Regions from separate parts of the Pan troglodytes genome. Here regions 1 and 3 are each linked to region 2. Evidence: chromatin contacts called from public Hi-C data. All regions are on one chromosome and are shown on one strand. The core of a region is the stretch at or near the end of the contact, and the rest is flanking DNA. Distances in the headings are between cores, read along the strand shown. Region 1 holds the start of ADSL (adenylosuccinate lyase). Region 2 overlaps TNRC6B (trinucleotide repeat containing adaptor 6B). Region 3 holds the start of TNRC6B (trinucleotide repeat containing adaptor 6B).

What was found. A called contact is a pair of places that touch in the nucleus more often than the background predicts.
Region 1: a contact with region 2 is called in a Hi-C map of stem cell-derived neural progenitor cells, with 2.9 times the contacts expected there. The contact joins the promoter of ADSL here to the enhancer-like site in region 2. A contact is called at or near these places in 1 of 7 Hi-C or Micro-C datasets (stem cell-derived neural progenitor cells) and 1 of 1 datasets of contacts at active chromatin or transcription factors (stem cell-derived excitatory neurons).
Region 3: a Hi-C map of stem cell-derived neural progenitor cells shows a contact between it and region 2, with 3 times the contacts expected there. The contact joins the promoter of TNRC6B here to the enhancer-like site in region 2. A contact is called at or near these places in 1 of 7 Hi-C or Micro-C datasets (stem cell-derived neural progenitor cells) and 1 of 1 datasets of contacts at active chromatin or transcription factors (stem cell-derived excitatory neurons).

What each region holds. Positions count from the first base shown.
Region 1 is chr23:42,341,425-42,345,676 of NHGRI_mPanTro3-v2.0_pri, forward strand. ADSL (adenylosuccinate lyase) reads left to right here and starts at 1,687. Exons shown (of 13, transcript NM_001280160.1): 1 at 1,687-1,869. The coding sequence starts at 1,717.
Region 2 is chr23:42,178,748-42,182,475 of NHGRI_mPanTro3-v2.0_pri, forward strand. The region is part of intron 4 of TNRC6B (trinucleotide repeat containing adaptor 6B); the gene reads left to right. Among named protein-coding and RNA genes, the nearest start is that of TNRC6B, 140 kb to the left of the region's middle. Within about 2 kb of position 1,539, at least 4 of the 24 cell types and tissues checked have an H3K27ac peak or open chromatin away from gene starts, as enhancers often do. A contact at or near this core is called in stem cell-derived neural progenitor cells, where this site is marked.
Region 3 is chr23:42,039,504-42,043,391 of NHGRI_mPanTro3-v2.0_pri, forward strand. It overlaps TNRC6B (trinucleotide repeat containing adaptor 6B), which reads left to right and starts at 2,634. Exons shown (of 25, transcript XR_010156023.1): 1 at 2,634-2,895.

The sequences.
Region 1 (4,252 bases), core at 437-2,936, 160 kb after region 2:
ACAGGTGTGAGCCACCGTGCCTGGTCCTTAATCATGTACTTGTAATAGTCTAGAAATATTATGGTTATTGGAAAAGTGAAGTTAACTCTCAGCAAATAAACTGGGAGTTAAAATTGGAATTCCTCCACAGGTCTCATTTTAGTAAGGCACTCAGAAACAGGTAATTTCAAAGCAGCATAGTACTGGGCTCAAGCGATCTTCCCGCCTCGGCCTCTCAAAGTGTTGGGATTACAGGCGTGAGCCACCACACCTGGCTTGAGTGTCTTTAGATTCCTCACGTAAAAGGCAGAGAGCTAGGAGTTAAGTGCAGGTGGAGAGGGTGCAGGCACCCGGCTCTTTTCGTTTGTTTTGTTTTTGAGACAGGGTCTCACTGTTGCCTAAGCTGTAGTGGCAAAATCATGGCTTACTGCAGCCTCAACATCCTGGGCTCAAGTGATTCTCCCACCTCAGCCTCCCAAGTAGCTGGGACTACAGGTGCACACCACCACACCCAGTTAATTTTTGTATTTTTTGTAGAGACAGTGTTTCATCATGTTGCTCAGGCTGGTCTCCAACTCCTGGACTCAAGCGATCTGCCCAGCTCAGCCTCCAAAGTGCTGAGCTTATAGGCGTGAGTCACCGTGCCCAGCTGAGACACCTGGCTCTTAACAGCTCCAGATGAACCCTTTCCTGTGTGATCACCCCACTGGCACTCCAGACTGAGCAATATAGCAAGACCCTGTCAAAAAAAAAAAAGGGGGGGGCATTTGAGTGTTTCTATTTCTATTTATTTATTTATTTATTTATTTTATTTTTTGGAGACGGAGTCTCGCTCTGTCGCCCAGGCTGGAGTGCAGTGGCGCGATCTTGGCTCACTGCAACCTCCGCCTTCCGGGTTCAAGAAATTCTCCTGTCTCAGCCTCACAAGTAGCTGAGACTACAGGTACAGGTCGCCATGCCCGACTAATTTTTTGTATTTTAGTAGAGACAGGGTTTCACGTGTTGCCCAGGCTGGTCTCAAACTCCTAAGCTCAGGAAATCTGCCTGCCTCGACCTCCCGAAGTGCTGGGATTACAGGCGTAGGCCACCGCAGCCGGCTCACTGGGGGCGCAGTAAATGCCGATTCCCCTTGGGTATCTTCATTTCTCCTTAGAGCCGAGCTCGGTGCGCCGCGGGCAGGAGTGGGTGGGGCGACAGTAATAAGAGTAACAGCAAGCGTACACACGGCCTTCCAAGTGTGCCAGACACCGCTCTAACACTGAATCCGCACAACCCGAAAGGCAGGCCTTTTTTTTTTTTTTTTTTTTTTTTTTTTTTGCTTTTTGTTTTTTAGAGACGGGAGGGTCTCCCTGTGTTGCCCAGGCTGGTCTCGATCTGTTGGCCTCCAGCGATCCTCCGGTCTGGGGCCCCCACAGTGCTGGGATTACAAGCGTGAGCCACCGCGCCCGGCCAAGGAAGTCTTAATGTACCTCTTTTCAGACAGGAAAACTAAAGGGTAGCGCGGCTAAGTAACGTAGGAAGCATCAATCATGTTTCTGGTCAAAGAAGCGAACCAAGTCAATTCTCAGGCAGAAGCAGCCGAGATTCTCCGCAGCCGGCAGCGCCCAGGGCGCCCGGAACCCACAGAGCGGGACCGCGTGAAGGAAGTCCCGCCCCGCCCCGTCCTGCCCTGGCCTCCAGGTTTCCGCTTCCGCTCTTCCCTGGTCCAGTCCACCCTGGCGGGGTCGCAGGGTTGGGATGGCAGCTGGAGGCGATCATGGTTCGCCCGACAGCTACCGCTCACCTCTTGCCTCCCGCTATGCCAGCCCGGAGATGTGCTTCGTGTTTAGCGACAGGTATAAATTCCGGACATGGCGGCAGCTGTGGCTGTGGCTGGCGGAGGCCGAGCAGGTAACGGATCCCGGGCTGAGGGGCTGGGCCGGGAGGGACGGGCCCGCCCCAGCACGTGCCGGGCTCTGTTCCGGGCTGGGCTTAGCCACCCCGGAGCTGCGGCCCGGCTATTTTCGGCTGGGTGTTCTCTGTCCTGAGGAGCTACGGCCCCAGGAAAGCAAGGGCAGGAGATCCGGGAGCCGCCACCTGTTGCCTCACGTGTTCTTAGTCCGAGAGGGTTCGAGACGCGGAGGAGGCTGGGAGAAATTCAGCCTGTAGTTTCAGGGAATTCATCTTGGCCATCCCCGCAGGAGTACGCTGCTAACCACAGACACCGAGCGCTTGTTTCGTACTGTTGTGCTCATTATTTCACTAATCTTTTCTTGTGTAATCCATGAAGATCTTGCAGGCTTGATGGTGTTTTTCCCACATTGCAGGGGAGAACAAAGCCCGGACAGCTTGTTGTTTGCCCTAGCCCATCCAGCTATTAAGAACGGAACTGGGATTTGAACCTGGGTGCAGTCCAGAGCCTGAGCTGAGCACGTAGCCCCTTGGTTTTCCACAGTGCCTGTGTAGTTAGTGACAGGACTGGAATGCTTGTTTTCTAGGCCACCGTTTCCGCCTCACTGGCCTCCGCTTTGCCTCTTAGGAGAAGACTCCGGGTAGGGGTTTATTAAACGGGGTTTATAATTTCTTTTCTAAGGGCTGCATAGAGAACTTCTTAGCCCAGCGGTTTCAGAAATAGCTCCAGAAGAGTTGAAGCAAACTGAAGGTGATCCAGAGAGCGATAATGTTTCTCCTCAAGTTTCAGAGGAAAGTGCCACAACGAGCAAGTTGGCAATGCCCTCTCAAACGGCACAGTAAACATGGAAACAATTTGACTTCGGGCCTAGGACCTGTACCATGGAACTCTCCAAACAGGAAGCTTTCATTCTAGATTCCCTCCCTCCCCTTATCACTGCCCTCCAAAATATTGGGCGATACACTACAATAACAGCAGACATTCAGACAGTGCCTTCTGAGATCCGGGTCTTAACCCTTTACACATGGTTGCTTATTAATCCTCCAAACAACCCTGAAGAGTAGGTATGAAATACTATGACTGTACCTGTTTTACAGATGGAAGAATGAAGCATCAACTTAATAAACTCTTGGCGTAGATAGCGATAGTAGTAGACCTTAATGTGTTGTGGTTTGTGATGTACTAGTGTGTACTCTTTCTATTTCATCTGATATTCTATTCTGTAGATGAGGGTAGTGGTACTCAAGACTTTGCCAGGGTCGCCAAAGCTAGTAAATGGCTTCAAGCTGGAATTGGAATGTAGAGTCTGAGTATGTGTTCTTTCTGTTGGCCTGAAATGCATACAATTTTGGCTTTGGATTATCTGTTAGGGTGTCAAAATTACCATAAATTGCATAATAACTTAGTAGCTAAGAAAAAACTTGGAGAATAAGAGATTAGGAGGAATGCAGAAAATTTGTAGTAAGGAAAGTATGAATTTTGAAAAGATAAATTGCTTGAGGGGAGGAAGCAGTATGGCCGTGCTGCCCTCTGCTGCTTTGCTTTGGAAGGAGCCCAGAGGTGTCATGTCTTCTGTGACTGTAAAGGTTCCAGGCAGTTCTGCCACATGTGGCTGCCGAGTACTTGAAATGCAGCTAGTGTGACTGAGAAACTGACTTTTTACTTTTATTTATATATTTAGGTTTTGAGACTGGGTCTGGCTCTGTCGCCTAGGCTGGAGTGCAGTGGCACAATCTTGGCTCATTACAACCTCTGCATCCTGGGCTCAAGCTGTCCTCCCACCTCAGCCTCCCAAGCTGGAACTAGAGGTGCACGCCACCATGCCCGGCAAATTTTTGTGTTGTTTTGTAGAGATGGGTCTCACTGTGTTTTCCAGTGCGGTCTAGAACTTCTGGACTCAAGCGATCCACCGACCTTGGCCTCCCAAAGATGTGAGCCACCATACCTGGCCTGACTTTTTACTTATAAATATTTTCCAATACTTTTCAATTAATCAATTTAAATTTAAATAGCCATATCTGTCTAGTAGCTCCTTTCTTGGATAAAACAGATCTAAGATGCAAGATCCTTCCCGGAGTCACTGTTTGCAAGTTTCAAGTGAGGTTTAAATCAGTTTCACCACTGTTTATATTCAGCCCTTGGATCTAAGTTCCGAGCTGCCTGTGGGCTGCCAGCTATTTTTTGCAGCCTAATTTTTCCAGTGATGGATGAATGTAAGACATCAATGTGTTTATTTTCTCATCAATATCTCCTGGAATTGCTTTCAGTTGCACTCATTTGCTGTATATAATTTCCTGGCAAAACTACTTACAGAATTTCTAAATTTGGTTTCTGTAAATCCATCTAAGTAAAATGGCCACCATCATGCCAAGCACTAAGGAT
Region 2 (3,728 bases), core at 289-2,788:
GGATCGTGCCACTGCATTCCAGCCTAGGAAACAGCTAGACCCTGTCTCAAGAGGAAAAAAAAAAAAGCCGGCCGGGCGTGGTGGCTCACGCCTGTAATCCCAGCACTTTGGGAGGTCGAGGTGAGTGGATACAAGGTCAGGAGTTCGAGACCAGCCTGGACAATATGGTGAACCCTTGTCTCTACTAAAAATACAAAAAAACTAGCCGAGGGTGGTGGCGCCTGCCTGTAATCCCAGCTACTCGGGAGGCTGAGGCAGGAGAATCGTTTGAACCCAGGAGTCGGAGGTTGCAGTGAGCCGAGATTGTGCCACTGCACTCCATCCTGGGCAGTACAGGGAGACTCCGTCTCAAAAAAAAAAAAAGAAAAAAGAAAAAAGAAGCCAAATAATTACCCCATTTAATAATTTTTAGTTATTTAGATATTAGACTTCTTTAAGTGGAACTTGTTTCTGTCTGGTGGCTGGGGAGAGGGACAGCATATGCTAATTGTTTCTCTGTACAGTATTGTTCGTGGATTTACTCTAATCCCACTTTCCTCACCTGCTTCTTGTGATTAAGACGGGTGTCGGGGTTAGGGTGGAGTGAATTGAAGCCACTTGGCCAGAAAAGGGATTTATTTAACTCATGGCAGTGACATCTTAACATTGTTTTCTTCTTTCCTTTCCATCATATATTTATTCAGCAGTAATTTATTAAGCACTGATGTAGGTGCTGGGGCATCTAAGAATTAATTTGGCCCATTGCCTTCAATAGTTTGGTTCATGTGGAAATATTTGCCATCTGGTGACTAACTATATAACTTACTGCTTTAGGTTATGACTGAGATAACTCCTTAGTTATCTTTTCTGATAATCAGGGAATGAGTGGTAATTTTTTGCTTCTGGTAGTTTTGGAGACTTCATTGAAGGTTTGACTTGATAGTCACTTTATTAAACATTGTCTTTAGCTCTGTGCACTATCTCTTCAAAATTATCTTTTGCATTACCTCTGAGAACTTTGCAACCTGGAATTGCCTTCCTAGTTATTTTATCACATCCTTCAATTTTACTTTTTTAACACTCCTAAATTGTATCACCATCTGAAATTATTTGTGTATGGTACGTCTCCACAATACTATCCGGTTTCCTGAAAGCAGAGACCTTATCTGTTTTCCTCACTGTTGTATCCCCAACATCTAGAACAGGGCTTGGCAGGAGTAGATGTTGAGTGAAAATGTGTGAGTATAAGGTCACCAGGACTCACTGTGTGACGATGGTAGGCTCATTTCCTCACCAGCAAAATGGGGATAATATATTGTTGCGACGCATAAAGGAAATGCTATATGTGAGGGCTAGGCACCTAGTCTTGTTGCTTAGTAAGTGTTTCCTTCCCCTTTGCTGTATCTCCCTTTGTTGAATGAACCAGAAAGGCTTTTATGGCCCCGCAGAATGGCTCTGTTCTTTCTCATGGCTACCAGGATCATGAAGCCTGTACAGTGATTGCACAGAGCTTTAGCCTGCACAAGGACAGGAGCAGCACGGAGCCTTTTCTTTTTATTCAAGTCCCTACATTCCTGTGGTCTGATGTCGTCTCTTCATAACTCTCCAGTTTCCTTCAGGCTGTGCCTCTGTGTTGTATCCACGTTTACTTGGCTGTTTTTCATACATTCTGTGCTTTGCATCAGAAGGTTCTCAGCAATTTCAAATGAATTGGTCTTAGAGTTTACAAGGCAAAGGAGAACATTGAATACAGCGTTTTCTCCCTCATTGTGATTATTCTGGGCCCACACATGTAAATTCTGTTTATTTGACCAAATTATTACTAGGTTTTTTTTTTTTTTTAATATGAGATGGAGTCACTCTGTCGCCCGGGCTGGAGTGCAGTGGCGTGATCTTTGCTCACTGCAACCTCCGCCTCCTGGGTTCAAGCGATTCTTTTGCGTCAGCCTCCCGAGTAGCTGGGATTACAGGCGCCTGCCACTACACCCAGCTAATTTTTTGTATATTTTAGTAGATACAGTGTTTCGGCATGTTGGCCAGGCTGATCTCGAACTCCTGACCTTGTGATTCACCTGCCTCGGCCTCCCAAAGTTCTGGGATTACAGGCATGAGCCACCGTGCACAACAGCCAGTTTTGACTCAATGGGCAAAATGAAAATTTAGGTCCATTGCCCACTTTATACAATGCTGTTGAATTAATATGGGTGACAGAAAAATGGCTTTCATTCATTGACGTTGGAATTTGTTTTTTAAAAAACTTAGAAAATGATCTGTTTACTCATTCATTCTGCAAATAATTACTGAGTGCTTTTCACATGCCAGGTGTTGATAAGTACAAGTACAAGCCTAGCAGTAGTGTGAAGATTTTCTCCAGACACGACTGCTGAAGTTAGAGAATAGATGCAAGGGGCTGGCTGGTGCTCAGGGTGTTGGGGGGTTACAAAGGGTGGACACCTAGAGAGATAACAGCTTCTGCAAAGACCACGGGGCACTAGTGGACATTGGCATATTTGGGGAACAGCATAGAGAGTACTTTGACATGGTTGGAGTGTCGTGTGCTTAAGGGAAGAAATAATCTGAGAAATGAGAGGTAAGCTGAAAAACTAAGCCTTGACCAGATGCAGAAGAGTGTATAAGCCACGTTTGAAAGTCTTTTTCCTGAGAACAGTTGAAGGGTTTTAAGTGGGAAAGTCACTTGTTCAGATTGGATTTTTGAAAGACGATTCTGGTGTGTTGTGGAAACTGGCTGGGACATTGCACGTAAGACCAGATGATACTGTAGTAATCTCAGGTCATAGTGGCCTGGACTGACAACAGAGTTGGGGACAAATGAATGAGTTCCAGAGGCATTTAGGAAGATTTCGGAGGAGTTGGTCATTGGGTATGAGAAGATGGGGTTGGAGAAATGTAAAATAACACCTGTGTCTCTGGCTGGCTTCTTGTGGGAATGGTGCCACCATTCGTTGAGTTAGGGTGCATTTAGATGAGGCACAGGTGTGGGGTTGAGATTATGAGTTCAGTTTTGGAATCGTTGAATCCTGAGATATCCAGGTGAAAGGCTGGAGTAATTACAGGCCCGGTCTGGAGATAAAGACTTAAGAGTTACCAGTAGTTCCAAATTTACAAAAAAAAATTTTTTTTCTTTTTGAGACGGAGTCTTGCTCGCCAGGCTGGAGTGCAGTGGCACAATCTTGGCTCACTGAAACCTCTGCCTCCCGGGTTCAAGCGATTCTCCTGTCTCAGCCTCCCGAGTAGCTGGGATTACAGGCATGTGCCACCACGGCCAGCTAATTTTTGTATTTTTAGTAGAGACGAGGTTTCACCATGTTGGCCAAAATGGTCTCGTTCTCTTTACCTTGTGATCCGCCCACCTCAGCCTCCCAAAGTGCTGGGATTACAGGTGTGAGCCACCACACCTGGCAAGATTTTCCTTTTTAAGTTGATTTCTTTGGTAAGGTGTCCAAAGATGGCATACCTGTACTATGCAGTGCAAGGTGCTGTTCAGTGCTATTAAGGGAATACTATACTATTTTATAAAGATAAGGCCATATACTCTCATTACCATAGTGATTATTAGAAGTACCAAAGGAGTTTGAGGGAGGAGAGACACTGATTTTAACTGTGTTGATCAGAGAAAGCTTTGTTGAGGACTTTGTATTTGAGTGGAACTCTACAGATTGGGCAGAATGGTGGTGAGTAGACTCATGGCAGGCTGTATTAGCTAGAGGAAGGTGGAGGAGGACTAGGTG
Region 3 (3,888 bases), core at 1,384-3,883, 140 kb before region 2:
TCCCGCCTTGGCCTCTCAAAGTGCTGGGATTACAAGCATAAGCCAATGTGCCTGGCCTCAATGTTACTTTTATGATCAGAAAAACGGCCATCTTATTTGGAAATTATTTTCCTATTCTCAAGTGGGCAAATAGGAGAAGGTTTCAGACATTTGTTTTGTCTCTGGGAGGGAAGGCACAATGAGGTGGAGTGGACAAATTGCTGAGGCCTTTATGGACAAAGATTCTAAGAAGAACAGGCTTTGGCCATCTCTGGATATTCCCATTCTGCTCCCTGCCACCAGAGAGCAAATGTCGTAGGTCACCACACATCACCGGTCTCTTGCCAGCTAACCGTAACTCATTCTTTAGTTCTCCTTGAAGGTTTCACTTCTTCCAGGAAGCCATTTCTGTCCCTCCCGAGATGGAGTCCCATGTCCCTACCATTTGCTTCCAGGGCACCTTCTCACAGCACTGCATCATGGTTATCTGCTTATCTGCTGGACACCCCTACTCGACTGAGGTCCTTGAAGGAAGAGAGAGTGTATCACTCATCTGCATAGCCTTTGTAACTTAGTAAAAGTGCCTGACATGCTCACTAAACATTTACTGAGTATTTATTTGGGGGCCTTTTACGATCAGAACAATGTGAAGGACACAGAGATGAAAAAGAAACCATCTGCTTTAAGGTACTTACAACTGAAATGTATCAAATAATTACCCAGAAAGTCAAGCACCAACTTAAGTGCTAAAATAGGGGTCCAAGCAACCAACTTTGAAGATTAGGAAGGTTTTAGATTCTGAATGTTTCTCATTCATTGTGTTTTTGAGTTCAGAATCCCCATACTGGAAGGCAAATATGGGGTATGTGCATACAATTTTAAGGATTCACGTTCTTACAACCTATATTAGAATTTGACGCATGATCTTTCTTCTGTCCTTCTTGCAGTTGCCCTAGGAATACATGCCACTTACTCTTCATTGACGTTTATGAAATACCTTGGCTTCATTTGCTGAAAGGCTCTTAAGTGTTGAGCATTGTTACTATGTTACAATGGTTGTTTTATTATTAAAGCAGTGCCAAGGAGGTTACATAACAGCTTGGATCAGGAAGTGAAATAAGGGCGGTGATCCCACTGAAGCTACAGGGGATGGGGATTTGGGACGGTAAAATGTTAATTACCCAAGATGGAATGTGGGCTAGAGTCCAGCGTTGTGCTCCTGGAGATCATTTCGGTCGCAGAAGCTCACTGGCAATGGGTCCTAAGCATCCTGCCCTCCTCTGGCTGAAATGTTGGATTCACTTCGATGAATGCTGCTATAGGGAAAGAACCCAGTGGCCACCAGCCAGGAGCACACGTCTTGCTCACCATCAATTATCCTGGAAGATTTCCAGGAGCTGAAGGGCTGTTCTCTTTGCATGCAATAAATTATTCATTTCTAAGACGATTTATTCTGTCTCTCTCTTTAGACTTGATTTCTCCTAGTTTTCCAGCTCTTGAGGACTCTCTCCAAAGAATGAGTTGTAGATGGTTGGTCAGGGGTTGCGAGTGGCGCCTAGGCTTCACATAAAAGGAGGCAGAAATGTCTACCTTAACTTAAAGGGGAGAGGAATGGGTCCTGGGGAGGAAGATGTGGTGGAGGCAATGACAACCTCTCCATAGTAAGTCCCCAACAAAGTCACTTCCAGAAACTGACTGAAGACTTTGAGTTCCAAATGAAACGTTTTTAAGATGCTAGGTTGGCTGACAACTACATTGTCTAAGGTGGAGGCACTAAAGCATAATAAAAAGAGTGAAGTCTCTGCAGTTTGACCCAGGACCAGATGCCAGGCCCACCAACGACTCTGTATCTGGATGACCTTGGGCAAGTTTTCTAAGCTTTCGCCAGCCTTAATTTCCCATCTATAAAAACTGGATACTGCATTACTCCCAGGTTTAACCAGATAATGTTTGTGAAGAAAGCAGCCCAATACTTGGCATAAAATAGGCAAGGGAGTCACTATTATCGTCAACTACTGGCCAAACAACCAGAGTTGACCCCAAATCCCCAGTAAACAATTAACCGTAGCAGAGCGAATCCGGATCTGACGCACCTATTTGCCCAATAAGGTGCCAGGAAATAACACAGTGGAGTCAAACCAATGGTATTAGCCCTTGTTGTTGGACGGGCTTTCTTGCTGTTCCACCAATAGCTTGAAGATTTGACTGGGGAGTGACATCCTGACAGTCCAATGACGCACAACCAGCCCACACTCAGCACTTCGGAGGGGATAAATCAAGGAGCCGGCGCGTATGGATTCCGTTATAGGGCAGTACTGGTTGGAGAGAGGAGCTTAGGGAAACAGCGCCGAGGCAAGGCACTAATGAGCTAAAAATAAAAAAAAAAGACGATGGTTGCGCCAAGCGACCTCGGCCGCCATCATGCTCTAATTTCCCCTGAGTCTCTCTGGGTCCTCGACCGAGGAAGCGGCCTCTGGGATGCTGAGGGGGTGTGTCCCCACATGATTGGCTCAGGCAGCTCAGCCAATCCTAGCTCGTTAAACGGGAAGCACTTAACCAATGAGGGGCGAAGGCAGCAACGAGGAATTGGAGGGGCGGAACGACAGCTTGACGGGCACAAAAGTCAGCCAGTGAGAGCCGGAAGCATCCTCCCTGCGGCCAATGGAGTGGGGCTCTGGGCGGGCCCCCGAGTGTTTGTGTTGTGGTTTTGGGGGAGGGATGCGGAGGGGAAAGTTTGTTTATTTTGTTTTTAGTTTTTGGGGTCCCCGTGCTGCTGCAAGGCGAAACGGGAGGGAGTGACCCCTGCGCCCCTCAGTCCCCCCTACGACGTCGCCTCCATAGTCTGCGGAGAAGCGGGGACTGCGCGCCTCGCCTCACAGCGAAACGCCGCGCACTCGGAGCCGGCACGGCTCGGCGGTGAGTGAGGTGCGGCGGCCGCGCCGTCCTTCCCCTCCCCCGCGCCCCGCCGGGACGGCGCGGGGCGGCTGGGGGTCGGCGAGGTCGCCCCCGGGGGCGCGCGGCGCGGCCCGGGGCGGTGAGCGGAGGCGCGGCGTGTGCGTGTCCTCGCGAGGGAGCGCGCGTGGGGCGGGGAGCGGGCCGGGGAGGGGGCGTGAGCGCGCGCGGGGCCGGTGCTGCCGGCGGCGCTGAGCGCGCGCTCCGCGGGAGCGGGCGCCGCCGAGATTTGAGTCGAGGGGCGGGGAGGGACTCGGGGCGACGTCCGGCGCGCGGGCCGGGGCGCCCCGAACGGCCGGGCAGGCACTGGCGGGCGCGCGCGCGGCTCCGGGCGTCACGCGCCAGCAGGTGTGAGCTGGGGGAGGGCTTCCGGGTGGGCTGGCCCAGCCGAGTCGAGTTCGCTTCCCGTCTCCGGGGGGCCTCGGCGCGGGGACACCTTCCCAGCCCGCGGAGGCGCGTCCGCCCCTGGCTGGCGGTGGCAGAGGGAGGCGTCAGGCCTCGGATCCTCGGGTCCCTGCGCAGCGTCCCGGCCTGTGTGCAGGACCTGCGTGACAAGGTGAATGCGTTCCACACCCCTCGCCAGGGCCCTGCGTGTGCGGCCACTTGGGGAGGCGGCTCAGACTCTGGACAAGGAAACGAGGGGCACGGAGAGTGTTTTTACACCTTCCCGTGGTCCGGTGCCCTTCAGTTCCAGACTACCGGTTTATTCGGCTGTGGAGGCTGGACATCCGATCCAGCGAGACACGCTGTAGTGGTTAAAGACGTCCAGTAACGGTCACCTCTAGTCAAGCGCCTTAAGGACCAGCTTATTCTGAATTCTTTGGAATTCAGGTTACCAGCCTGGGACTTTAAGTTCGTGCTTTCTCATGTGTTTTGGCTGTTTTATTACTTTTTAGCATCAGTGCTAGAGATTGAACGAGAGGATGGTGAATTTCAAGTTGGTCATTTGTATTATAA